Linked DNA regions of Sus scrofa: region 1 is linked to region 2. The links are chromatin contacts, called in public HiChIP or PLAC-seq maps. All regions are on one chromosome and are shown on one strand. The core of a region is the stretch at or near the end of the contact, and the rest is flanking DNA. Distances in the headings are between cores, read along the strand shown.

What was found. HiChIP or PLAC-seq counts read pairs in DNA pulled down with a chosen protein or histone mark.
Region 1: a contact with region 2 is called in an H3K27ac HiChIP or PLAC-seq map of skeletal muscle. The contact joins the promoter of ZNRF1 here to the enhancer-like site in region 2. A contact is called at or near these places in 2 of 5 promoter capture datasets (fetal liver and liver), 7 of 47 Hi-C or Micro-C datasets (alveolar macrophages, embryonic fibroblasts, fetal skeletal muscle and 4 more) and 2 of 2 datasets of contacts at active chromatin or transcription factors (alveolar macrophages and skeletal muscle).

What each region holds. Positions count from the first base shown.
Region 1 is chr6:12,667,389-12,670,088 of Sscrofa11.1, forward strand. It overlaps ZNRF1 (a long non-coding RNA gene), which reads right to left and starts at 1,419. Exons shown (of 5, transcript XR_002344499.1): 1 at 341-1,419.
Region 2 is chr6:12,570,066-12,572,798 of Sscrofa11.1, forward strand. It overlaps ZNRF1 (a long non-coding RNA gene), which reads right to left. Exons shown (of 5, transcript XR_002344499.1): 2 at 458-553. Among named protein-coding and RNA genes, the nearest start is that of ZFP1, 22 kb to the left of the region's middle. Within about 2 kb of position 1,381, at least 10 of the 83 cell types and tissues checked have an H3K27ac peak or open chromatin away from gene starts, as enhancers often do. A contact at or near this core is called in skeletal muscle, where this site is marked.

The DNA of each region.
Region 1 (2,700 bases), core at 169-2,668, 97 kb after region 2:
ATGCAGCAGGAAAAGAAAGGAAGCACCCAGGCCGACTTGCTATAAAGCCAGACCAGACCTCTCTGAGGCTGAGGATGCCAATGAATGGGACTTGAATAAGCATCCACAAGTGAACCAACGCCTGAAGTCCTAATACGCCCAGCTCCGCAGCCTCTCAGGAAGCCTCTTTTCTATAGGGTAGGGATCCCATTCATCCCTTGGCTTCGGGAATCAAAGGGAAGACAGATTCAGGTCGCGCACTCCACCTCCAAATCCCCGCACGCGCGCGAAGGTGTGGGGCGCCCCGGCGCGCCCTCCCTTGAACTCCACCCTCCGAGGCCTCCACCACCCGCAGACTCACCACTGTGCGAGCTGAACCACCTGGGTGCGATGTGCAGAGGTAGAGCATCCGCCAGCGAGGCTCGGGAGCCCAGGTACAGCATCCCGTCTCTATGGTGACCGCCGCCCGTCTCCTGGTAACCATTGCCGTGGGCATAGGTGGAGTCGGACGCCGACCCTCCGCCGCCGGGCGCCCTCTCCGAGTCGCCGGTGCCCCGGGAGGCGGGGGTGTAGAGGCCAAAGGGCACCCCCCCGGCCGTGCTGGGGTCCATGCCCATGCCCGCCACCGAGCTGACCGAGCGGCTGCGCAGCCCCATGGCCCCGCCGCCTGCCCGGTAGTGCCCAAAGTGGGGCGCCCCTCCCGGCGGGGGCACGGCGCTGTCATCGGTGGAGACCCCAGGGAAGGGGCCCCGAGAACGAGCCGCCGTGCTCTGCTTGCCCCCCATGCTCGCCCGGGCCCCGGTGGGGCGGGAACCTGGAGGCCGAGACCCTCCCCCACTTCTCAGCAACCGGGGGAGGGTTGGGCGAGCATAAAGGGGGAGGGAGTCAAAAAGGAGACTGGGAGGTGGAAAAGGACAAAAAAAAAGAAAAAGAGAAAAGAAAACCCGCGGGGCGGAAGAGGCAGGCGGGCGGGGATCCCAAACTAAGAATTTAAACCGATCCAAGCCAAACGCATGTTTCCCCTCAAGGTCCAAAGAGGCGCAGTCCGCCGCGGGCTCGGCGCGCCACAGGCCGCCCCCGGGTTCCCGAAAGCCGGGGGAGCCGCAGGGAAGGAGGGAGGGAGGCGGCGGGCGAGCAGGCGGGCGGGCGCAGGGAGGCGCCGGAGGAGGCCGCCCGCCCGAAAGCAGGAGGCGGAGGAGGGCTGGGGGCGCCGGGCGCGTCCCCCGCCTCAGGACGCCGCGACCATGGACGGCGGCCCGGACCCCTCCAGGCCTCGGGAGGGCCGCGGCGCTGGGAGGCCAGACAGAGCTCGGGAAGCGGTGATAGCGTCGCGTCGCGCCCGCTCCAGCAGCCGCCGCCTTCCCGGCGAGCCGCGCCGCCCTGCTTGGTCCGGGACTGCGCTCTCCGGCGCTCCTCGCCGCCGTGGAGACAATGGAGGGCGGCAGAGCGCAGGCGCGGCCCGCGCCCCCTCCCCCCTCCCCCTCCCGCCGGGTTAACCCTTTCCCCGCCCCTGCGGCGCAAGGCCGCGGGCGCCCGAGAAGTCCCACCCACCCAATCCGCCCTGACCTGAGGGGCCTGAGCCATGGGGCGTCGGGACCAAAAGCTAGGCGTCTTTTCAAAGCAAGCACTCTTTAAGCCCCCGAAAGTAGCCGCTTACTGGGAAAGGAGGGAACCTACCTGGGGGGCGAGGGGCGGCCATGGTTCCAGGGGTGGGAAGGAAACCCAAGGAAGAAAAAAAATTACTCGAGACGCCTACCTGGCTCTGAGGGTCAGCGGTCAAGCTCCCCACCCGGCGCAAATTTGCCCCCACAGCACCCTCTGGTGGACATGCTATGCGTTCTATCTGAGGTTCCTCATCCAAGAACCCCTAAAAATCAGGAAACTTAGGAGTTCCCGCTGTGGCGCAGTGGTTAACGAATCCGACTAAGAACTATGAGGTTGCGGCTTCGATTCCTGGCCTTGCTCAGTGGGTTAGGGATCTGGCATTGCCGTGAGCTGTGGTGTAGGTCGCAGACGCGGCTCGGATCCTGTATTGCTGTGGTTCTGCGTAGGCCGGTGGCTACAGCTCCGATTTCACCCCTAGTCTGGCAATCTCCATGTGCCGCGGGAGCGGCCCTAGAGAAGGCAAAAAAAAAAAAAAAAAAAAAAAAAAAAAAAATCAGGAAACTTAGCATTTGGGGAATTCTTAGTTGTTGGGGGTAAATGGAGCACCGGGGCCCTTGTGACTCCAGTTTTTGCTGACAGTAGATCAGAACTTTCTATTTTGTCCTTAATCAAATGGATAGATTCCTTAGCTAAAATGTGATTCTGATGATCATTAGATGTATGATAAAAAGTGAAAAGATATGGACATGAGATGGAATAATACAGCTAGAACTAGTGATTTTAGAAACACTCTAGTTCACGGTGGGACCCCTGTTTTGTTCACCATTTATCTTGGCATGCACCACAGGGTCTATCACAGAGCCGGTACTCAATAAAGATTTGCTGACCAAGTCTGAATTTTGCAATCTCTCTTATTCTCACTAACATTCATTCATTCATTCATTCAGCACCTTTTCTTTTCTTTTCTTTTTTGGCCACGGGTGGCGTGTGGAGTTCCTGGACCAGGGATTGAATCTGAGCCAGAGTTGCAATCTATGCCACAGCTACAGTAATGTTGGATCCTTAACCCATTGCTGGGGGCAGGGGCTTGAATCCACACACCCCACACACATAGCT
Region 2 (2,733 bases), core at 131-2,630:
CTCCGAGGCAGCAAGCAGCAAAGCCTCGGTGCAGTGATGAGGTGGCAGGTGAGCGTTTTTAACCCCTACAGGGTGTCCACATGTTGCACTTGCTCTGCACTCTGCATACCACGGCAGACGCCCCTTCCCCACAGAGAGCTGGCGCTCCCTTTGAGCCCCCGGCCGTCAGCCGTGTGACCAAGGCCTGTCTCCCGACCAGAGGTGTGAGGAACGGAGCAGGCAGAAGAAAAGACCCGGCAGCCTGGGCCACCTAGACTTCCCGCCCCACCCCTGTGCCTTCCTCCCTGTTCCACCCCGACTTCTCCCCACCCCAGCACAGCAAGGCTCCCAAATAGCAGCTTGCTCACCACCGTGTAGGCACTCCTGCCGAAGGTGGGGTGGCAATGCTGGGCAGAGCCACTCGAGGGCGGGAAGACCCTGGCTCAGAGCGCCCCCCCGCCACTGGCCAAGCCCTTACCATTGTAGGAGAGGCGAGGTTTGCTCAGACACATTATAAAGTGCATTTCCATCTCATCGGAAGCCACAGACTTGGAGCAAATGGGGCACTTGAAACCTGAAAAAGAGGAAACAGAATGAAATGTTTTTTCCAAACCAAGCATATCGATAATGAATGTGGGAACTCTTAAATGACTATGGCTGCATGGATGTGGGGTCAGAGTCAACGTGGGGAATTACAATCAAGACAAACTCTACAGGAGTTCTTGCTGTAGCTCAGCAGTAATGAACTCAGCTAGTATCCATGAGAACGCTGGTTTAATCCCTGGCCCAGCTCAGTGGGTTAAGGATCCAGCATTGCTGTGAGCTGTGATGTAGGCTGCAGATGAAGCTTGGATCCTGCGTTGCCAGCGTCTGTCACAGGCCAGCAGCTGCAGCTCCAATTCAACCCCTAGCCTGGGAACTTCCATATGCCATGGGTGGAGCCCTAAAAAGACAAAGACAAAGACAAAAAAAAAAAAAAAAAGAAGATACACCCTACAACTGACTGTTCCTTCATTAAGGCAGGCAAAACTTTGTTTTTTATTGCAGCCTCCATCTCCCAATTTCTTACTGGGGTTCACCTCGCTGTGCCCCTAGCTGAAGTTTATCAGAAGCCACGGACAGCTGATTGTTTTCTTTTCAACCCCTTCTCGAGGGGATCCAGTGGGCTGAGGGATAGGCAGGCATCGACTGAATAACCTGTCTTTGACTACTGAAGAGTTTAACACCCTCTGCCTCACAGTCCTCAGCCCACGCGGCCAGAGCCCCTGCGAAGGAATCCCTCTAGTCATGGGCAACCACGTGCCTCGCCCGGCACCTTTCCTTCCTGCAGCTCCGCAGCTGTCCGTGGAGTGGAGTGGCGGGTGGCCCTCCAGAGCACTCCCAAATGCCACACATGCCTTGCCACATGCCACCAGGAGTAACAGCTGTTTCATAATGACAGGCCACAGACCCTGCAGTCCTGCTCCTGAGGAGGTCGAGGTTTACACCCAAGGACGTTCACGGGACGGTACAGTAGTGAAGATGTGGGTGGAGACTCTCTGAGTAGAACTCCTCTAAACAAACCTAGTTCTTTGATCTATTTTATTTATTTATTTGTTTGTTTGTTTAGCTTTTTAGGGCCACACCTGCGGCACAGGGAAGTTTCCAGGCTAGGAGTCAAATCAGAGCTGCAGCTGCCAGTCTACACCACAGTCACAGCAACGCAGGATCCGGGCTGAATCTTGTGACCTATACCACAGCTCATGGCAATGCCAGATCCTTAACCCACTAAGTGGGGACAGGAATCGAACCCTCGTCCTCATGGATAACAGTTAGATCCGTTGCCGCTGAGCAACAGTGGGAATTCCCTTTGATCTATTTTTAAAATAATTTTTATTTTTTTAAATTTTATTTTATTTTTTGCCTTTTTGCCTTTTCTATGGCCGATCCCGAGGCATATGGAGATTCCCAGGCTAGGGGTTGAATCGGAGCTGTAGCCACCGGCCTAAGCCAGAGCCACAGCAACGAGAGATGCAAGCCTCGTCTGCGACCTACACCACAGCTCATGGCAACGCTGGGTCCTTAACCCACTGAGCAAGGCCAGGAATCAAACCCACACCTCATGGTTCCTAGTCGGATTCGTTAACCACTGCGCCACGACGGGATCTCCTAAAATAATTTTAAAAAACCCTACTTTTATGAATACAGAAACACTATTTCCAATTTCCCCATTTTGCTTTTATTAAAAATTATTTTCAAATGGATTGTTTCTTTTCCATTCTGCTAAAAAGATCCAACACCACTGAAAAGTTATTCATTTCTCCACATCAAATTTTACACATCACAGCTTCTCCCTTTTGTGACCATAACCCCTGCTTCCTCAGCCTGGAATTCCTAGGTCAAATACAGCCCATCTAAATACCGCTGTCAGGGTTTGACTCTTCAGCTAATTTTCCGTCAGAACATCCTACGCGCAGTTTCCCTGGGTGCTGGTCACATCCACCAGCAACATCTACTGAGGCGTAAACGAGGTGAGGGGTCATGAGGCCAGAGTTCACGTTCGCCTTCAGCTGCTCCAGGAGAAGAGGCGGCCACACCTTCGCCAGCGTCCTTCCCAAAGGGCCCCGCTCACTCTGGTTGGAAAGCCCTCAACTGCGACAGCTGGTGATGCCGAGACAGGAAGCATGGCAGCCCCCTCGTTCCCACGCAGGGCACAAGCACTCTGCAGGAAGTCTTCTCCAACCCTCGTCTCTTCGGGGGTGGGGGGCAATGCTC